2 separate regions of the Danio rerio genome follow, and region 1 is linked to region 2. A link is a contact called in public HiChIP or PLAC-seq data. All regions are on one chromosome and are shown on one strand. Each heading gives the region's core, a stretch centred on a gene start, on an enhancer-like site or on the middle of the called end of the contact. The rest is flanking DNA. Distances are from core to core; before and after follow the strand shown. Region 1 holds the start of zgc:113229. Region 2 holds the start of ctbp1l (C-terminal binding protein 1-like).

The links. HiChIP or PLAC-seq counts read pairs in DNA pulled down with a chosen protein or histone mark.
Region 1: a contact with region 2 is called in an H3K4me3 HiChIP or PLAC-seq map of gastrula embryo, with 2.3 times the contacts expected there. The contact joins the promoter of zgc:113229 here to the promoter of ctbp1l in region 2. A contact is called at or near these places in 2 of 4 datasets of contacts at active chromatin or transcription factors (embryo and gastrula embryo).

What each region holds. Positions count from the first base shown.
Region 1 is chr14:26,244,113-26,248,446 of GRCz12tu, reverse strand. It overlaps zgc:113229, which reads right to left and starts at 1,777. Exons shown (of 6, transcript NM_001017913.1): 1 at 1,640-1,777; 2 at 778-1,545. The coding sequence starts at 1,539. rad9a (RAD9 checkpoint clamp component A) reads left to right here and starts at 3,711. Exons shown (of 11, transcript NM_200207.2): 1 at 3,711-4,040. The coding sequence starts at 4,007.
Region 2 is chr14:26,131,066-26,135,106 of GRCz12tu, reverse strand. It overlaps ctbp1l (C-terminal binding protein 1-like), which reads right to left and starts at 1,805. Exons shown (of 11, transcript NM_131714.3): 1 at 1,692-1,805; 2 at 597-654.

The DNA.
Region 1 (4,334 bases), core at 528-3,027, 110 kb before region 2:
ATTCATGCACATGCACTCATTCACTATGGCATGTCTTTGGAAACCATGGAGACTCTGCATAGAAATGCTTCCTGGCCCAGTCAGAACTGCAACCAGCGATCTTGCTAACCACTGCTAACCACTGAGCCACCGTGCCAACATATTGACTTCATTTTTTAGTAATGTCTTTCCTACTATTGAAGCTGATGGGTCCCAGCAGCCAGCCTTTTTCAAAATAGCTCCTTTTGTGTTCAACGGGTGAAAGAAACACTTAAAGTTTTAAACACGAGGAAGAAGAAATGAATACATTTTATTTATATTTACTCCCAGGGCCGTTTATATCGAAGCTGATATTTAGCTGCACCATGTTGGTGTTTCGTAACATTTAATTTTACAAGGTTAACCCAATGCTCAACCCTCAACCTGGAAGACCAGGACATACACACACATACACTACTGACAGTTTAGCTTATCCAGTTTACTTATACATGTCTTTGGACTGTGGGGTAAACTGGAGCACCCGGAGACACGGGGAGAACATGCAAACTCCATACAGAAATGCTCTCTAGCCCAGCTGAAGCTCGACTCAGTGACCTTGCAGTGAGGCGACAGCACTACCCGAATAAATGGTTATATATGGTAATAAATGCCTATCATTTTGGGGTGAACTCCTTTAAAATTAGCATGCTGTGATCTGGCGGTTTTCTGTGTCTGGCTTATACTTGCAATGATTTTACTGTTTTGCAAACCTGAGACCAAATTTAGATTTAAATGCAACATCCTCAAATTAATACTAACCTGTGCTTTATTCTGCATCTGGGTCTGTCCATCATCTCTTTGTCTGCTCTGTGTGCCTCTGCGTCTCTCTCTCCATCTCTCCTTCACACTCTGAGCCCATCTTTTAGGCTCCCCCCACGTCTTCCTACTTGTCTTTGTCGTTTTTTCTGGTAGCTCAATAAATCCTCCACCTATATTTTTCTCACTCTCGGCAGCCCAACTCCACTGACCCCTGACCTCGGTTTTGTCCAGCACTAAAGATGATGGCGTTAGTGTTGGAGCGAGAAGGTCAGGAGGGTTTTTGAAGGTTTCAGTTTGGTATAAAGGTGGCACATTTGACCTGATCTCCCCTCCCAGGGAAAACTGTTCATTCCCAACACTGGAAGTGACATCATTAGATCTCTCTGAGATAAAACGCTTGTTTTCTCCCCATATTAATGGTGGACGTTTAGGTTTAGCAGAAGACGCTAAGTGTTTAGTGATCCTTTTGGCAGGCTTTTTAGCTGCAGGAGTCAATGCGCTTCCAAAATTAGGAGACTGTTGAGTCCAAGAGTTCCCCCAGTTATTCCAAACTGAGCTGCGTCCATCTTGCTCTTTACTTCTGATGGAGGTTCCAAATTGGTAAAGGTTTGTTTTAGATGAATCCTCTGCTGATTCAGAAGCACTGCATGTTTGCATATCAGTGACTGAACTGCTGTTGGTCTGTTGAGTGTTCAATCGTAATTTCTGAAGCATAGATTCCAGTAAGGCATGAGTGTCTGAGACAGGGTTCAGCTCCGCCATTGGGCTCTGAAACCACATGCGCACATATGAGTACAGACGGCTCACAAATACTGGATAGATGAACACAGACAGGTAGAATGACTTTAGAGGCTCAACTTACATGCAACTTAGTTATGATTCCACAGATCCTTCATTTGTGCCACCAAGTTAGTCCATCCAAGTGTTTATTTCCATCCATTATTAATTTGGCTCAACTTCCATTCCATTTGTGTTCTCTCAAAACATTTTCTTGATTTGTGAAGTGCAGAAGGAAGAAGTGTGTAAAGAATGGTAAAAAAGGAGGCGTATCTAACACCCAGATGGACAGGTAAGACAAGTGTGTCAGGGTGAAACATTTTGTATTTTTGTCACTCCCTCTGACCAGCCGCTGAATAGTTGAGAAACTATGCCTGAAAGTATGTTAAGAACATTTTGATGTCTTTCTATGAATCACTGCGTCAGTAATTATGGTGTTCAGGTGGATATCTGCAGATCTATACTAATGTGTATACAAAGTAAAATACAATACATTATATGCTTATATTGAAATACGTTTATCTCACATCTAATTATGGTGTAAAGTATTGCTTCCTTTCAAGTTCAAACTTGACTTCAGTTCATACTTCAAATAGTTTAATTTCAAATTAATGGGTGTCAACTAATTTTCTTCAGGGGAAAAAGAAAATATGCATTAAACAAAAGCACGTCTACAAATACTGTACATTGTTGTTGTAGTGCAGGCTAAATGCATTGTACTGTAAGTTTACATTCGTATTCACTTGTATATGGAAGACTCTTTGGGTCTGCATTAGGAGAAAAAAATAAAAGTGTACAAACAAACTAAATATGTTTAAAACAATAGCTGAATTATTCATTAATTCATTTTCCTTCGGCTTAGTCCCTTTATTCATCAGGGCTCGCCATAGTGGAATGAACTTTAGTTTATAAAATTTACTTATAGCGAAGGTCTTTGGACTGTGGGGAAAACCGCAGCACCTGAAGAAAACCCATGCGAACACAGGGAGAACATGCAAACTCCACACAGAAATGCCAACTGGCCCAGCCGGGACTCAAACCAGCAACCTTTTTGCTGTAAGGGGACAGTGCTAACCACTGAGCCACCATGCCGCCTCATAAATAGTTGAATTAACAGAAATAAAATGTAAGATTAAAATAAATAATGAAAAATTAACAATTGAAACAAATTTAATTTAAATAATCTAATAATTATAAAGCAAATAGTACAAAACATCATTCTACATTTTCAGTTAAAACAAACATATAATTGCAGATTGATATTAACAATAAATATTAAAATAAGTAAATAAATAATTATGTAAATAAATAAAAAAGAGCAAAAAGTAGAATGTCTTTATAAAGCTAACAGAAACTAAATTTAGCCATATAATGGGGTATATGCACACAGACTTTTAATTTCAGTCTGCCAGCCCCAGGGCTTCAGGTTTATTGTCATCTTATACAAAATCGTTGAGTTTAAGATCTGAGCTCTTAAAAAAAAACAGCGATCTTCACTGCCTGGCTGAGACACGATATAAAGTATCAGACCAAACAAGAAGCATTAAACTATATTTTTCCACGCCATGTCTTTAAAATATGGCAGTTTATTTTACCCCAGTATTTTCAATGGAGTTTCAGAGCTAGCCTGTGGCTAATGACGGCATCTACGTTTAAATGGTCTTTCTTCTCTTTTTATGCTTTAACAACGAAATGGATTTCTAAGTCTATTTAACTGATTATATTTGAATTACATTATAACATCAATGCTGTTAAAGGAACCTCATAAAACTGAAAATAGTTACATTAAGCTTTAACCAGAAGTTTATAATTGTCAGAAAGACACTAGCTGTGCATATAGCCCATTGATATGTATTTTTATATCACATGAGGATGATGTTTTAAAACAATCTTGCATCTAAAGAAAAAAGGAAACCCCTGAACTGAAGGTATTTAGTTTTACTTTACACCCATAACGAACTGAATGCTCATAAATTGTTTTCAAACAGCTTTTCATGTTTTAAACTTATGAGAATAACTAATTTAAAATCAACGAACCTAAAGCTGACCCTGTAAAACCTGTTTTCCTATGCTTTTTCTTTCACATGGTGGGAGGCCTCTGTCTCTGTATGTGGACGCTTTGTTATGACGTAAACGCTGTGTGTCTGAGACCTCGCGCTGATTGGGTGGAGCAGAAAATACGCGCCATATGTCTGATTCGAAGTAAACAGTGTCGCACAACTGCCGATTTCTTGAATTATTTTCTTATAATAAGTTTATCGTCTTAATTATGCGTCTTTTTTATTCGATAAAAGATAACAGCTCTTAAACCTGTCTTTACGATCAATTCACCGCATTATAAGCGCCGCTGGTGTCATGTGGCCGGTTACCTGATTCATTACTATCAACAGATCGAGCTAGTGGATAGTTCATGCTTTACTTTGTTTAAAAATAGTATTATTGACAAAATATCATGGATTGTGTTGCAACTGGAGCAAACGTGAAAGGTAATGAAACTCATGTTATTTAGTGAAAGCTCACCCGGGACGCAAAGCGTTGTGTGATAAATAAGTTAAATCTAAACATGTGACGCAACATAACTTCTACAGATTGAAGTAAAGTTGGTTTTATATTCTCACATTCAAACTTTCCTATTCTGTGCAAATTCTACATAAGGGAATCATAATAGCAGCCAATGACTACCAAAGCACAAAGCAGCATTATTCAAGTCAAATAAATAGTGCTGATGTTGTTTTGAAGTCATACTTTCATGTGATTTCAGACCCAATGTTCAAAGTACT
Region 2 (4,041 bases), core at 556-3,055:
GTCAAGACAAATAACCTATATTCAAGATTACAGATATTTGTTTTCCATGACTTTTTCAAAACTTTGTGGGTTTTTCTGTTTTTCCAAAACTTCTCCAGGCCTGGAAAATGCCATGTCAAAATTCCATGACTTCTCCAGGTTTTTCAAAGATCGAATAAACCCTGTGAATTGTATTGGAATCTGTGTTCTGGAAACTAATGAAGACAGCAGAAGTCAATGATTCATTTGATTTAGCCCGACATGTTTACTGCTCCAAAATATTATAAATGTTTTCTCATATAAAATATTTTATGTTCAAAGTGGAAAAAGTAGTTTTTTACCCAGACATTTAAAAAGAATATATTTTATAGCAGTAATCACAATACCGTCAAACTTATCATACCGTCAGAATCTTATATCAGCCCATGCCTACTCTGATCTAATAATCATGTAAAAATAACATGCACATTTTCATCTGGTGTAACACACAACTACCTGTTTGTGAAGTTACACTGTGAGGCTCGTTCACCCACATATATGACAGATTTGTAAAAATAGAGATGACTGAAAATAATAATAATAATAATAATAATAATAATAATAATGCAACCACCTACTTGATGATGTCAAAGCAAATCAACCACTCTGCTGACGTCACAGTCTTTACAATGGCAGCTGAAGGGGGAAATTAAACATTTATGAAAGAGAACAGACCATGAAGATGGAATTAAGTCAAAATCATAAGAATGCACAGACATTTAATTACTTTTTCATAATACACGAAATTGTAAGTCTCGTGTGCTCGCAATAGAAATAACGCCCATTTCACATGCATTGATGTTGTAGCGCCTCAAACACTCCAAACGACCGTTTAAAACAAGTTTTTAAAACCACTCCAGTTACATTTTGCACCATTGGATATCCAAATAAAACGATCAGAGGAGGCAGATAAACGTGTTTAATAAACAGTACTGTTTAGTAGGTACGTTTTGATGGCTTATTTGAAGTATGAGACAAGTAAAGAATCACAAAGTTAAAACTTCTTCATCTATTTTCTTTCTAAACATCACTGTGGTTGTGTTGTGTAGTCCAGCGCAGGAAAACTAAGTTAAATTAAGTGAAATATTGATGAATCCTGCGAGGATATTGCTATCGCCGCGTCTCTCCGCCGGGAATGATCGCGGGACCGCTGGACTCCGCGCGCGGACACTCGGCGAGCGCCAGATCAACGGTTGCGGACTCAAATACTCACGTTAATCACCACAAAACTGCATTTTCGGTCAATTAAAACGGAAGCGTCCTAGTTTTGTCGCGTCGCCCGCTCGCTGCAAGTTATTCAGTTAGCCTTGCGCTAGCTAATTAGCAGATGCAGCAAGACACAATGCAACTGACTACACAATTAACCCCAAAACAAGTGGACAAAACAGTTCACGGAAGTCTTATGAACTTATTTTTGTTTTAAAGTGGGAATTATAACTATATTCGTCGTTAGCATCGTTGCTCTACTTGCTGTAAAATACGCACTGAGAAAGGCGCTTTGACTGTGGTTGCTAACTGAGCTACCAAACATTAAACACACTCACACATACACATAGTATGAGAGGTACACAGTAATAATAACACATAGCAGTCTCTTAGCGCACACAATCGAGACTCCGATGTGAGTAATGTGTCAAATATGACCCAGAAACGGAGTAACGCGCCCCACTCACCCGACAAAAAGGCGTCTCTGGAGGTTGATGTGCGGGTCAGTGTGGTCACGGTAGGTGAATCAACTCTTCTCCGCTATCACTCGCCATGAAATCTGCACAGAAAAGGAAGTCGAGGCCGCACAGACAACGTGCTGTGAAAGAGCGAATATTCAGAGTGCAAACATGAGCTCCGCGCGGACGAGCGCCTCCCGCAGGCCGCTCTGCGGTACCTCAAGCGGGAAATTGAGACTGAGCTCGCTCGGTTTAAATTCAACATACATCCGATTAATTTGGATGTACTTGACAAACACAGCGAACAGATGAGTAAGATGTGTCGCACTCTACACTTGACACGTGGTCATTTAGTAGCTATTCAGCTTTTATCTTGAGCTGTGGTTGTGAAATTCGTTATGCTGGCAAACTGCCTGTATGTAAGTCTGTGTGCTTAAATTTGGTCATCAATTATTCAGTGACAAGTATTTATTTTTACCCTCTAAAAGTACAATTTAAAAATGCTTTTAATTGTAGTATTCCTCATTAATATTCTATGGGATGAGTTATGCAGGACCTAAAGAAAACTGTGTTGAATAATGTCCTCTTGTTTTGTTTGCTCAAGTGGCAAACTTATAAAACCTAGCCATGTCTTGAACTATTCAGATAAAATAAACTATTTAAAAAAATTTAACCATTTTTTAAAATTGGATGTTTATGTAAAATATGCTTATTCTTTATGTCATAGATAATATCTCTTTAGCAAAAACATCACTGCAGTCAGTTCAGACCAACCAAAACTTAAACTTGGTGACATCAAGTCATAAAAATATCAAAATATTTATAAGGGACAGGGGCTGTTTTTTGTGTCTGTCACTGAATTTTTCTTATATTGAGGTTTGAAAATTGTATAGACTCAGACCTCATTTAGGTACATGATTGATCGCCATTGTGATAGATTTATTTGATTTTATTGGACAAATAAAAATAAAATGCTTAGAATTTTTTATTTCCCATTCATTACGTATGAGTTCCCATTTTTGGGAATGATTAAGGATTTTTTCTGCTGCTTAACATTGTTGATTTGAGTTTGTGTTCAGATGGTAAAGTTAGAAAAACTGAACTGCTCAGGTTAAGGAAACTATTAAAAAACAATTAAAATAAAATGATTTTTCCAAAAATGTCCTTAGTTGGTGGTTCATTCCTCTGTGGCGACCCCTGAAATTAAGAGACTAGGTTGAAGGAAAATGAATGAATTAATTAATATGCTTATGGACTCTTGAGGGTTAAAATGCCACTGATCTCCATTATGTCGCTCAAAAAGGCTGGTCGTCCATGAAAGACAAACATGCATGAAAGGACAGAACAATGCAGAAAATCTTATCAATTCAAGGCTGTAGCTGGAATTGATTATCAGTTCAGCACTGAACAGTGTAAAGATGTGTCTCATTCAGTGTCTCGACACTTAAAACAAGTGGATCGAATGTTTACTCTGCAGTGACCAAACCAAATCAAAAGACTACACCAACATTTGCTGAGGAGCACATGCAGATGGGAAGCATCAAACTGGGGAAAGACTGAAGCCAAAGTGTCTGCATTAAAGTCAGTAAAAAGTGGAGGTGAAGAGCGGTGGTTTGGAGATTCTTTTGTTCAGCAGGACTTGAATCTCTAATAAAACGAAATGCCAAAGAGAACACAAATGTTCACCAGGAGCTCCTTCAGCAACATGTGCTTCTTCCCCTCAGTTCACCTACTCAACTACACAGCAGGACAATGAAGCCCATCACACAGCAAACACAGGTAAAGCAATTCATTCATTGATTTTCTTGTCGGCTTAGTCCCTTTTTTTAATCCGGGGTCGCCACAGCGGAATGAATGGCCAAATTATCCAGCACGATCGATAGATAGATAGATAGATAGATAGATAGATAGATAGATAGATAGATAGATAGATAGATAGATAGATAGATAGATACTGTAGACAGATAGATAGATACTGTAGACAGATAGATAGATAGATAGATAGATAGACAGACAGACAGACAGACAGACAGACAGACAGACAGATAGATACTGTAGATAGATACTGTAGATAGATAGATAGATAGATAGATAGATAGACAGACAGACAGACAGACAGACAGACAGACAGACAGACAGACAGACAGACAGATAGATAGATAGATAGATAGATAGATAGATAGATAGATAGATAGATAGATAGATAGATAGATAGATAGATAGATAGATAGAGATAGATAGATAGATAGATAGATAGACAGATAGATAGATAGATAGATAGATAGATAGATAGATAGATAGATAGATAGATAGATAGATAGATAGATAGACTGGCCACTTTATTAGGTACACCTCTCCA